Linked DNA regions of Hordeum vulgare: regions 1, 2 and 3 are each linked to region 4. A link is a contact called in public Hi-C data. All regions are on one chromosome and are shown on one strand. The core of a region is the stretch at or near the end of the contact, and the rest is flanking DNA. Distances in the headings are between cores, read along the strand shown.

Evidence for each region. A called contact is a pair of places that touch in the nucleus more often than the background predicts.
Region 1: a Hi-C map of seedling shows a contact between it and region 4, with 2.3 times the contacts expected there. The contact joins the promoter of LOC123430821 here to the promoter of LOC123430819 in region 4. A contact is called at or near these places in 2 of 6 Hi-C or Micro-C datasets (leaf and seedling).
Region 2: a Hi-C map of leaf shows a contact between it and region 4, with 3 times the contacts expected there. The contact joins the promoter of LOC123430815 here to the promoter of LOC123430819 in region 4. A contact is called at or near these places in 1 of 6 Hi-C or Micro-C datasets (leaf) and 1 of 1 datasets of contacts at active chromatin or transcription factors (embryo).
Region 3: a contact with region 4 is called in a Hi-C map of seedling, with 3 times the contacts expected there. The contact joins the enhancer-like site here to the promoter of LOC123430819 in region 4. A contact is called at or near these places in 3 of 6 Hi-C or Micro-C datasets (leaf and seedling).

What each region holds. Positions count from the first base shown.
Region 1 is chr2H:616,144,506-616,147,210 of MorexV3_pseudomolecules_assembly, forward strand. It overlaps LOC123430821, which reads right to left and starts at 1,442. Exons shown (of 1, transcript XM_045114659.1): 1 at 380-1,442. The coding sequence starts at 1,246. The coding sequence ends at 872. LOC123427861 (FCS-Like Zinc finger 2-like) reads right to left here. Exons shown (of 1, transcript XM_045111997.1): 1 at 2,467-2,705.
Region 2 is chr2H:615,836,394-615,839,173 of MorexV3_pseudomolecules_assembly, forward strand. LOC123430815 (FCS-Like Zinc finger 1-like) reads right to left here and starts at 1,338. Exons shown (of 2, transcript XM_045114653.1): 1 at 700-1,338; 2 at 1-610. The coding sequence starts at 848. The coding sequence ends at 328.
Region 3 is chr2H:615,780,183-615,783,218 of MorexV3_pseudomolecules_assembly, forward strand. No RefSeq gene overlaps it. Among protein-coding and RNA genes, the nearest start is that of LOC123430815, 56 kb to the right of the region's middle. Within about 2 kb of position 1,354, at least 3 of the 3 cell types and tissues checked have open chromatin away from gene starts, as enhancers often do. A contact at or near this core is called in leaf and seedling, where this site is marked.
Region 4 is chr2H:615,987,958-615,990,672 of MorexV3_pseudomolecules_assembly, forward strand. LOC123430819 (FCS-Like Zinc finger 2-like) reads right to left here and starts at 1,319. Exons shown (of 1, transcript XM_045114656.1): 1 at 429-1,319. The coding sequence starts at 1,304. The coding sequence ends at 762.

The sequences.
Region 1 (2,705 bases), core at 192-2,691, 160 kb after region 4:
ACTTCTGATTTTATACTCTTAACTGAATTTTTTTCATGAGTATGCTCTTAACTAAATTTAGAAAACTGCTAAAAACGATGTGGCAAGCATAGTCGACTAACAAAGGTGCCCGCTGTCGAGTGCATTTAGAACATCCTCGAGCCCATGTACTTATTCTTATTCTGTGATCTAGTTTACTTACTGAATTTTATTCTTATTCTTGCTGTCAAAATTCAAAGTTGGGACTTGGGAGTAGCTATTGTTGACTAAAGATTATGTCCCCATGCCAAGATTGACGAAGCATCTCCCTCGTTTTATGTTGCTTCTACCCTGTTAACTTGCTCGTCTCAATTTCTACAATAACTTGTAGTTGCACAGATGGAAGGCCTTGACCAGGTAATCAAATGAATCCTTTATCCGTTTAATTTTGGGACGGGTAGGCACTGATCTATGTAAATAAACTTGGTTCGTTTAGATTTTAATCTAGATACAGATGACAGAATTCTGAAGATTGCAATTTCTGTGTTCATCAGTTCAGCGAGGGCGGGGACGGGAAGCAGCAGCATTAGAGGCCGACACCGGGAGCTATGAGCAGTAGAGCCCGGCGCGGGGAACCAGAGGCGACGCCCACCACCACCACCAGCCGGCAGCCAAAGTGGAAGAAGTCCAGGTCGCCTCCGTTGGTGGAGCGGCGGTGGTAGGTGGGCAGCAACAGCAGCAGGTGCGCGGAGAAGGTGGTCGACCGAAGCGGCGGCGTAGGAGGGCAGCAGCAGCAGGTCGGTGGAGCAGGTGGACGGACGTGGAGGCGGCGCAGGTGGGTGGCCTTGGCGGCGGTGAGGGAGTAGGTCACCTCCATAGCGCTCCCTGACGAGCGCCTCCTGGACGGGGCGCATCAGGGCGTCGCTGACGGCGGCGGCGTCGATGCGCCACAAGTCGGCCGCCGCCGCCTTGCCGAGGTTCTCCACGCCCCTCGGGAGGCCGTCCACGGCCGGGAAGGGGTCGTGGCTATCTTCACAGGCATGCCCTCGGCTGCATCAACGTACTGTCTTTTGAGCATGGACCGGACGATGGAGACGTTGGACGGAGTGACGGCGACGGTCGCCTCCACGGTGGCGTCGGGGCTAGCCGCCGCGGCGAGGCGGATGGCAAGGTCGGTGAAGGGCTCGATGTGGCTGGTCGCGAAGAAAGGGATGAGCAGGACGCGCATCTTCGTGCTGGTGTGGGTACCCAAGGCGGCACCGGTGCGGGTACCGGCAGTGGTAGCCATTTTGGTTCCTGGCTAGTACTGGTCTACTCTTTACTGGTTGTGCCTGGTTTGTCACTATAGTCTTGCCTTTAAGTAAGCCAGGGTCGACGTTGGACTGTGTTTTCTTTTAACATTTTCTGGTATACAAATACAATGAGTTGTTCATCACTGGAAAAAACATAAGTAAGAGGATTATTTTGTAAAAAGGCAAACGATTCGTTTTTTAACTTAAATCCGGACTGCGGGTTGATTACCTGAAACATTAGGGGGTTTTCTGCAAAATGCAAAAAACGATTCGTTTCTTGACTTAAGATCGGACTGCGGGTTTAATACCGGAAAAGCGAGGGGTGTTTTTGCAAAAATGCCATGACAGACGACCAGAAACCCTATTTGTTTTATTATTAGGGAGAGATTGGTAGGTCAGGAGTTCGACCCCCATAGAGGTCAATTTTTTTTCGTGTGGCTGAGGTTCGATGGGCCTAATGTTGACGTGGGGAAAATCAACGCACTTGTTTTTGATAGGACTGATAACGGACGGACGAAAATTATGGACGGACCAATTTTTGAGGGAAGAAGCCATAGCCCCTCTATTATTAGGTAGAGATATAACTAGTTTAGAAGCACCCAATTACGAAATAAGACGGCTTATGAAAAAAGGTAACAAGAAAATGGCTTATATTTTAAGCTGTGAAAAAGAACTAGCCATTAATCTGAGTGGCTCGCAGTAGACATATTTGGGCTGTATTTCTAAAAGGCCTGGTCCAAGAAGTGCAGCCCGTGGAATGTCTTGCTCCGTCTATAAAGGAACACAGTGTGAGGCCCGCTACACATAATACGCAAAACTATTGAAATTCCTACACCTTAAAAAATAATGAAATTCCTTAAGTCGCGAGAGACTGTGGTATCTCAGTCCATCAGGGTTCGAAGTTCTGATGATTGCATTTATTTTTAAATTTATTCAGAATTTTCAACAATGTGCATTCAGTGAAAAGGATGTTTTCTTTAATGACGAGGTGCCTATGATAACTTTATAAAATTTAGGACAATATGTCGACGAGGTGCCTATCATGACTACGTAAATTTTAAAATTTACAAAGATAAGTATATGTGCGTGTATATGAGCGCTTGCGTCATACTATTTGACACCCACGTCTAGAACAAAATTCAGTTTTAAATCGTCTGGTAAACACCCAACAGTTTAGGTTGTTAGAAAAGTTAAAACCCATCAGCACGCTGAATCATGAACAAAAACAGGATTACACAGACATGTTACATGTCGATCCGCTTGATATATAGTTTACCTAGTGAAAGTGTTATTGCCTCTTGCAAATTCTCTCTGTTACAGAGGAGAAAAGGACAGCCGAGGGGCACACACACATGACCGCCTAATTACGTGATGAATCGTGTTCTTGTTTGATTGACTTCGCCAGATCCATTCGAAATCCTTTTCTGCTGCCTTTATGCCCAAATCATTTGCCCC
Region 2 (2,780 bases), core at 88-2,587, 150 kb before region 4:
GATTTACATCTAGAACGTTTGGTACGAGAAATCAATCCCATTCCTCAAAAGCAGAACAAACAGCCAAGTTAATCTGGGGCGAGAAAATTGGAGACGGACCCGTGCATCCATACATACATGGCTCACAGTCTCGTGGCTCTAAAGTTCTAACCACGATCGGAAACACACTATTTTTGTGAAAATAAAACCTCCATGTCCAGCCACACCCGCGGAAGAGGATCCATCTCGATCGTCCAGATCCTCCTCGATACACCCTAAACCCGTGTACGTACGTATATCCCCGTCGTCCTGTACGTACGTGTCTCAGGCTGAGGTTCGATCGGAGGGTCACACGCGCAACGCGGGGCTCCTCGCGGCGAACCCGGCGTCGGTCCACGGGGTGGCGCCGGCGCCCACCACGGCCCTCCGCGGCTGCGGCTGCGGCTGCGGCTGCGGCTGCTGGTGCTGCCGGTGATGGTGGTGGTGATGGTGGTGGTGGTGCCGGTGCTGATGCTCCTTCCTCGCCGCGGACACCGCGTGCGCCGCCGCGTGCTTCTTCCGCCGGTGCCTGGCCCTGTCCACCTCGATCTGCTGCTGCCTGCACTCCTCGCTGCAGAACGGCGTGTCACCCCTGCACAACACACACGTAGTCACGTACACGGACAATATGGTCGCCTTGCAGGTACTATGACACATCGAACGCCTGGACGATCGACGGACCTGTACATGAAGATGTCGCCGGAGAGGGACTTTCCGCAGAGGGAGCACTCCTCGAGGAAGTAGTGGCCGTGGGCGTCCGCCTCGTGGACGTAGAACATGGGCGACGACGGCGGCTTCATCGTGCTCATGGCAGCGGCCCCCTTCATCATGCTGCGTGCGGCGGCGAACGGCGAGCTAGGCGGCTTAGGCGGGCGAGAATTGGGAGCAATGCCGCCTTGACATGCCACTAAATGTCAAGGAGGCTCGGCTGGCCTGCCGTCTTCCGGGGGGTGTGCACAAATAGGGCACGGCCCAACTCCATTTTTAGCCTCCGACGATCGTTGAGAGGCTGCAAATTCACACCGGAGGAGGGCAGAGCCATGAATAGGAGCGGAGGCAAGCAACCGGAGCTTTGCATTTTTGTTGTTTTTGGCCTGATGGAAATGATCCTGAACCATCGATGCTATATACTAGCCTCTGTCGCTAGCACATTCAGTTAGAGACCAAGAACCACTCTCTGCATCGATCTCTGCACCTGGTGGACAACAGAGAAATGAATCGGATAATGCTTCTTCCTCTGCAGATTACAAGATTCTTACACGGTTTGGATTCGACAAAGATGATCCATCCATGTGTTTTATGCATTTATCGTAGCGTATACCACGTGTGCTGAAACAGTCTAAGTTCGTTGACGTACTGCACTAGACTGAATACGGTCTTGCTTGGACCAATTCAGATGCAGTATCATACTAGCAAGGAAATGACAGCACCTCCAATACATTGGTTTTGTTTTCGCCAAGTTGCAGGTAAATTATGCATCCCGTGTCCTCCACATGTCATCGGGGGTCGTTGTCTTGACAACGCAGAATGAGCACATCCCTCCCGCCCCCGTGGGAGAAAAAAAAGGGCACCGGTTCTTGTCGCCTTCGCAGGCGTCCTTTCAGCCCCGAGCACGACAAGAGCGTCCGTCGTCGTCGAAAGCGGCCCGCCATTAAAACCATTGTAAGCAAGCCCACGGTTTACCATTCAAACCTCTCGTCTTCGACGTCGTACGTCCTCCTCCATGAAAACAACGCTCCAGCCCAGTCCAAGACCGGTGCCACAGTGACACGCCGTAGCATCTCGTTCACCGGAACCAACGCTCCGACATTAAGATCTGTTTGTTTCCAAATAAGTCACCAACTTATAAGTTAAAAATTGCAAAATGTGACTTATTTTATCAAATAGACCCAACTTATAAGTCATAAGTTGCTCCACCCCAACTTAAAACTTATAAGTCATCAACTTCTGCATGAAAACGTGATTTATAAGTCAGATGACAATCAAACAGGCGTGAGTTATAAGTCATTGGTTTTAAGTCACCTGATTTATAAGTCACCTGACTTATTAAAACCAAACAGGGCCTTACCGGCGGGCGGCACGGTGACATTAACCGTGATAGAGTCCGGTCCAGAGCGAGCGAACGAACCGCTCCGAGACAATCGCCAGGAACTGCCCAGCGACACCGGCCCCCACCGGTCCCTGCCTCCTCCGTTGCCCACTCCGGCGACGTGAGGAGGTGGGGACCACGGCGCTGCAACGGCGCTGCGACGTCGGCTTGTTGTTAGGGCTGGTCTAGTGTTTTCTTGGGACGTCGTTGGGGTGGTGGGAGCGGCGTCCGGTCAAATAAATCTGCATCAACTCTATTCCCACACTGACGGCGACCTTCACGGCGGCGTCTTGGAGTTGATGGCAACGTGTGCTGCTCGGTCCTTCAGATCGGCGAGTTGGTCTTCTCGCCGTTCTTCAGATCTGGCGAGATCAGTTTCTCGGTCTGTCGCTGGCGTTCGTGGTAATTCGCGACGACGCTGGCGGCCGGGGCGAGGTGGTTCTTCTGGAGCGAGGATGTCGGTCCGAAGGTGGTGGATCTGCCGTTCCTATCCAACCTTGTTGATGGGAGGCGATAAATCTTGGTCCAAGACAACACGGGGACGTCCCCCGGTCGACGTGCTACAGCGACATTTGCCTTGTTGCGTGCAGCGGGCCTGTTCATCGACTCACAAAGCCTCGTTGGCAATGGTGCTTTCTCTGATCTTGGGATGGCGGAGGCTCGGCGTCTCTTC
Region 3 (3,036 bases), core at 104-2,603, 210 kb before region 4:
AATTAAACCTATTCGAACATGCATGCGCAAAATCACATAGTAGTACACTATACCAGGGGCGGACCCAAGTACAACCGAGTGGGGGCCTTGACCCCCACTCAAAATTTTGAGTTCCTTTGGTATTTGTGTATATTTTGAAAGAAAATGTCTTAAAATTAACAACTTTATAAAAGATGTGCCCCAGTCAAATGATTCGCCCCCGGTCATAATATTGTCTGGGTCCGCCCCTGCACTATACTTCCCGTCTCATAGTGCCAAACCGATGATTGATTTCCATGGAAGAAATTACTTTTCCTTTCGAGAAGGAAGGCAGAGAGAGGCATCATGCCCGGCACTTGGCATGTCCTACACGAGCGGAGCATCGATCGTGCTCAGAAGAAAGTACTACCACGCACGCATGGTCCCGTCCCAAGCTTTACGGGCGGGCGGCATTCGGAGGATGTTGCCGCAACTATCTATCTAGCCGCAGATCGAGGCTGTTGTGCTACACCGCGAAGCGAGCGCGCCATCATGGAGAGAACAAAGAGCCCCGAAATGCCGAGATAAAAGTGCACGCTAGCCCCACCCCCCACATAACACGGCCCTCTCAAGCACCCTCTTTTCTTTACGGTACGGCTCATGATGGTCCTTGCACGCTCATGAATCGGGCACAGGGAATCGCTGCTCAGTTCGCTGACCATCTACCTGCTTAATAAACCCGCACAGTGCGCCCGTCAATTGTGAGGCTGTAGAGCGTATGGAGCGGGCGCGTACGATACGACGTACGTTTGGCGCCTACGATCCTGGCCGGACTAGGGGCGTAGAGGGATGCGCTTTTTTCGGGTGGTTGAGACGTCCCGATTTGTGGCATGTAGGCCAGACATGGCCATGCGTCCGTCCCGGTGCGCGTGGTGGTCCGTGATTCGGCTCATTCAGAGGATGCCAACAAAGGTTTAGCAACACCTGTCCTCCGATCAGATCGCAAAGCGGATCCGGCGTCGCCGTCGGGATTCCGGACGGGACTGATTCTAAGGCGTCGAATGGACCTCCTTAACCCGCGTCTTTATACGTGTAATTGTGCTGCGATGTGCGTTATTAATCAGCGAAGATGTCACAATTTTTTTTTTTGCACGTATGCGTATGGCAGAGAGAGAGAGAGAGGCCTGTCGATAGAGAACCCGAGACAGTGAGGCGGATAGAGCGCGGGAAAAGACGCGCGAGGAAGCCAAGGTGTTTAAAGCGCACTGGGGGCCCACCCGTCATTGAGGTGGGGCCTGAAACAGAAAAGGTCACGGGCCTTTTAATACGGGGCAGTGGACGGGGCGAAATTGGGAAAGTGACCGTTTTCTCAGGGCGCGGCACCGCCGGTTGTACGGTCCTGGGCCGGATGGGCTCGAGGAGCGTGTGCGCGCCGTGTGTGGGCTCTGGGTCGGTGGGTCCGGTGGATAATGATGCCCGGAGATATTTTCCTAGATATTTTGCTCGGACGGAGAGCTATACGGGTTCTGTGCTGCAAGAAAGCACCAACGGGTCGGTGGCGTTTCGCGAGGAGGCAAATCAGACCGCGTGGTTTAGGCGTCCGATCTTCGTACGAGAGCATGTCCAACAGCCGCCCGCGTTACATAAGCGCCGCGTTGAAAAAATATTTACCTTAATACACGCGTTATCATTTCGAACGGACGCGCAAAACCAACGCAGCGGCATATGTAATTCAGCGCGCGGGAGAAAACGGCATCGTGCGCCGCTTATTTGCTACGCCCGCTCCCGCGCGCTGAACTCTCGAGCGCTCGCGCGAAACTTTACCTATCCATCCAACCACGTTGTCGTCGCCGCCCTCGTCATCCCTGTTTTTCCGACGATCGTTCCAACGCTTCCCCGGTCTCCCCGCGCGGCCACGGCTTCCTCCTTCTCTCTCTCGTCAGCGCCGCTCGGCGCGCGCGGCAGTCCTCCGACGAGTTGCGCCGGGCACCCACTGTCGCTTGGCGCCCGCAAGGTGTTCGACAAAAGGCCCGCAAGGTATGTATTGCTTTGAACTTGACATTTTTACATGAATTTTGTTGCATGTTGTTTATAGTCTAGTTTTGAACATTTTAGATGAGTTCGGCATATGATTCTTCCAAAGAAGAATTTGATATGGAAGAGAAGGAGGATCTTGCAACGATCCTAGCTTTGCACATCAATAAAAAACCAAAGCACGGTGGTTCGGTTATTGGTCAACAGAAAATTTGGATGGATAGGATTGATGCCCACAACAGATTGATGAGGCACTATTTTGTGGAGAATCCCACATACCCCGAGTCGTACTTTCGTCGCCGGTTTAGGATGAGCACCGAGTTGTTCAGGCACATTGCAGAGAAACTAGCCAGCCATGACCAGTTTTTTCAGCAGAGGAGGAATGCTGCCGGAGAGCTCGGACGTAGCACCTTTCAGAAGATGACAACCGCTTTGCGTATGTTAGCATACGATATTCCCGCTGGTCTAGTTGATGATCACTTGGCCATGGGTGAGAGCCAAGCCATCATGTGTGTCAAACGCTTCGTAGTCGGAATTATGCAAGTGTTTGACCTGGAGTATCTGAGATCTTCCAATGTTGAAGACGTCGCATGGCTATTGGCGATGAACAAAGCTCGCGGGTTTCCAGGTATGCTTGGCTCAATAGATTGCATGCATTGGAGTTGGAAGAATTGCCCAAAGGCATGGCATGGCTAATTCCACGGACAAAAAAAAGGTTGCACTATAATCCTTGAAGCGGTGACCGATCATGAGACTTGGATTTGTCATATTTTTTTGAAATGCCTGGATCTTTGAATGACATCAACGTTATCAACCGGTCACCACTGATGAATAAGATTGCAAATAGTAAACTGTCACCGGTGCAGCTTGTAGCTAATGACCATGCATACAACTATGGCTACTATCTTACGGATGACATCTACCCAAAGTGACAAATATTTGTGAAGTCGTTGAAAAAACCGGAAGGTAAGAAAAATCTAGATTTCCACAATGCTCAAGTGGCGGCTAGAAAATTTGTGGAGAGAGTTTTTGGGATTTTGCAAG
Region 4 (2,715 bases), core at 69-2,568:
TCGTGCATGGCCAGGCGATCATGGAGTTCAATCCCTATCTTCTTGAATTCTTGACTAACCGGAGACAAATCAAAATCGTTGTATCAACAGCAACACAAAGTGAAGTGAATGCTTAACGAATCTCTTTTCATGCCTTTTGTTCCACCTTTTGCTGTAGCGTGCACTAACGTAACTAGTTGGAATCTCTCTTCTCAAATCTTGCGCAAGCCCATCGATCCCCTGTCTACATGATTAACCTAGGAATTTTGCACGGACATCTGATTGATAAGGAGGCGACATAGTAATCTCGTTCAAGCGGTGTCTACGCCTTTCACTGGTATACTAGTATACGGCGAGATTTCATTGTGCAGCGCCTTAGATGCTCTACACATGGCCGGTCGAATGATGGACGGTGATCGGGAAAGGTAAAGCTCAGACAAGCCATGATCTTTGGGCAAAATTTTGTGTTGAAACAGGGATTCCCAGATGGTTTCGATTTACAGATGGTGTTGCACCAACCGCGGCTCAAAAGCCTCAAACAAACGCACACACAGAGGCAACAAGGAGCCAGTCGGAGCACGGAGAAGCAGGCGTCCAATCCAGTGGGCGACCCAGATGGCCGGAGCCTCAGCGCATGAACTTTCTCAGACCCGTCACTGCTTCTCCGGCTCAGGCGAGACGAAGCGGAGACACCAGTCTCCTTGGTCTCGCCAGATCGGTGACTCTTGGGATCCCGTTGATTCAAGCCGAGCTCTACTCTACTGGGCGGCGAGCTTTGCCGGCTAGCTCGCGACGGAGACCTTCCTGGACTCCTGCTGCCCGCGCCGGGCCTCCGTCGCCGACGAGAACCGCTGCTGCCTCCGGGCGGCCTGCCTGGCGGAGATGGCGTCGAGCTGCATCTGCTCGTCGCGGCACTCCTCGCTGCAGAAGGGCGTGTCCCCCTTGTACATGAAGACGTCGCTGTCGCGCGCCAGCGGCTTGGTGCAGAGCGCGCACGCGTCCTGCGCCGGCATGCCGGGCTCGCCGAGCGGCTCGGCGTCGAAGAAGAAGAAGGAGCAGGCCGCCGACGCCGCCATGGTATGGTACGTGTGCGTAGGTGACTTTCGAGCAAGAATGATGAGCAGAGCTTGCTGCTTCGGGTGCGGGGAGAGAGAGGAAGAGGAGAGCGAGCGAATGAGCTGGGTGGGTGAAGGGGAAGAAGGGGAAGGCTGTGGGTATATATGGTGCGTGGGGACGGACGCGGCGAGGCCGTCGGAATACTGTGGACCGGTGCGCCCGCGGGTCGGGCGATACCGCGCGCCGGACGGCCGGGGCGGGGTAGCCATGGGTGATGGAGCGGTTCGGCTTGTTTATTGGCGCATGGGCCACGGTGGAGTGCAGTGGTTGGCTTTCATGGTGGACGTGGGACACGCATGCGCTCGGCTCCACCGAGACGAAAACGACGGCGATCGTGCTGTGTCCGTGAAGAGGTCCCCAATGATCAAAGGAGACATCGCTCTTGAACGTCCCTTGTTGATGTAGCCAGTGCCATTTTTTTTTAGGAAAACCATTAAATTCGGGTAGCGGAAATGTATCGCCGTACTGATAAAAAAGGAAAAACTAACAACTACTCGTAGAAGGTATAGCTAAATTAGAGGGGGTCTCGTGAATGTAAAATTAGCCATTCTAAAACAATAATAATAATGGCTGTAAAAAGTTTGTAAATTAGATTGTGCGCCTGGCTTTTAAAAAGAGCGGAGTCGATCAGTATTCGCGTCTACAATCATTGCAGAAGGATTCGTGGTGCCTCCTCCAGTCGGAGACTTGGGCATCAATATATTCCGGCTGTACTTGTATCAGTATAAGATTGCGCAGCTTTGCTTAAACTACTGATTTTCTTTTTTGGCGAGGAGCTTAAACTATTGCATACGCTTAGTGCCGATAATTAGCGCGCCAGGCTTTTTGCCAACATAGGAGACAGGTGCCCCACATGCCTGGCCACGCTAATAATGGACACCAATCAATGCCTATCGTGCACTCTACTGTATCTGTACGTGATGATTTTTTTTCATCAAGCATAGATGGAGAAAAAAGATAACAGAAAAATAATTTGAGGTCCCCTCCTTCAAGTTAGTGTCATACGGGTGGGAATCTTGAGGTGTGGTGCACCCGTGCGACCGTGCATGCATGCACGCCACGGCAGCAACTTGCGAACAGTCGACTCGCGCCCACACTTGCACATCTTGTCTGCGCTCGGCGCGCACTCAACCGGATGCCCTACTCACGCACCAGCTAGCGGCAGCTGCAAGCAATGCGTGCAGTCATTTTTGCAGTCTTGAAACTTCAGTGCGAGGATGAAGGACGCTGCTATAGAGAAAAAAGTTGGAAAATGAACTTTTTATTAAGAGCATGGTTAATAATATAGCGAACAATCGATTATAAGGCTAGCCATAGTGAAAATAATTTAGGTAGTATCATGTACTTAGGATTAACAAACATGCTAATGTGGCAGACAATTAAAAAAAAGATTAGAGTAACATAGATTGATACCGTAACATGTTAAATGCAAGGCTACTAGGTGTCATAGATGTTAATAAATAATGTCATTTATGATACTAACTTATGATAGTACTATGCATTATGAAGGTACTCCACTATGACCACTATGTATCATACATGTTAATAGTATTATCATATGCATTATACTACTATATGAAACTCTCCACTATGACCAGTCTAAACCAGTCTAAGGAGTTC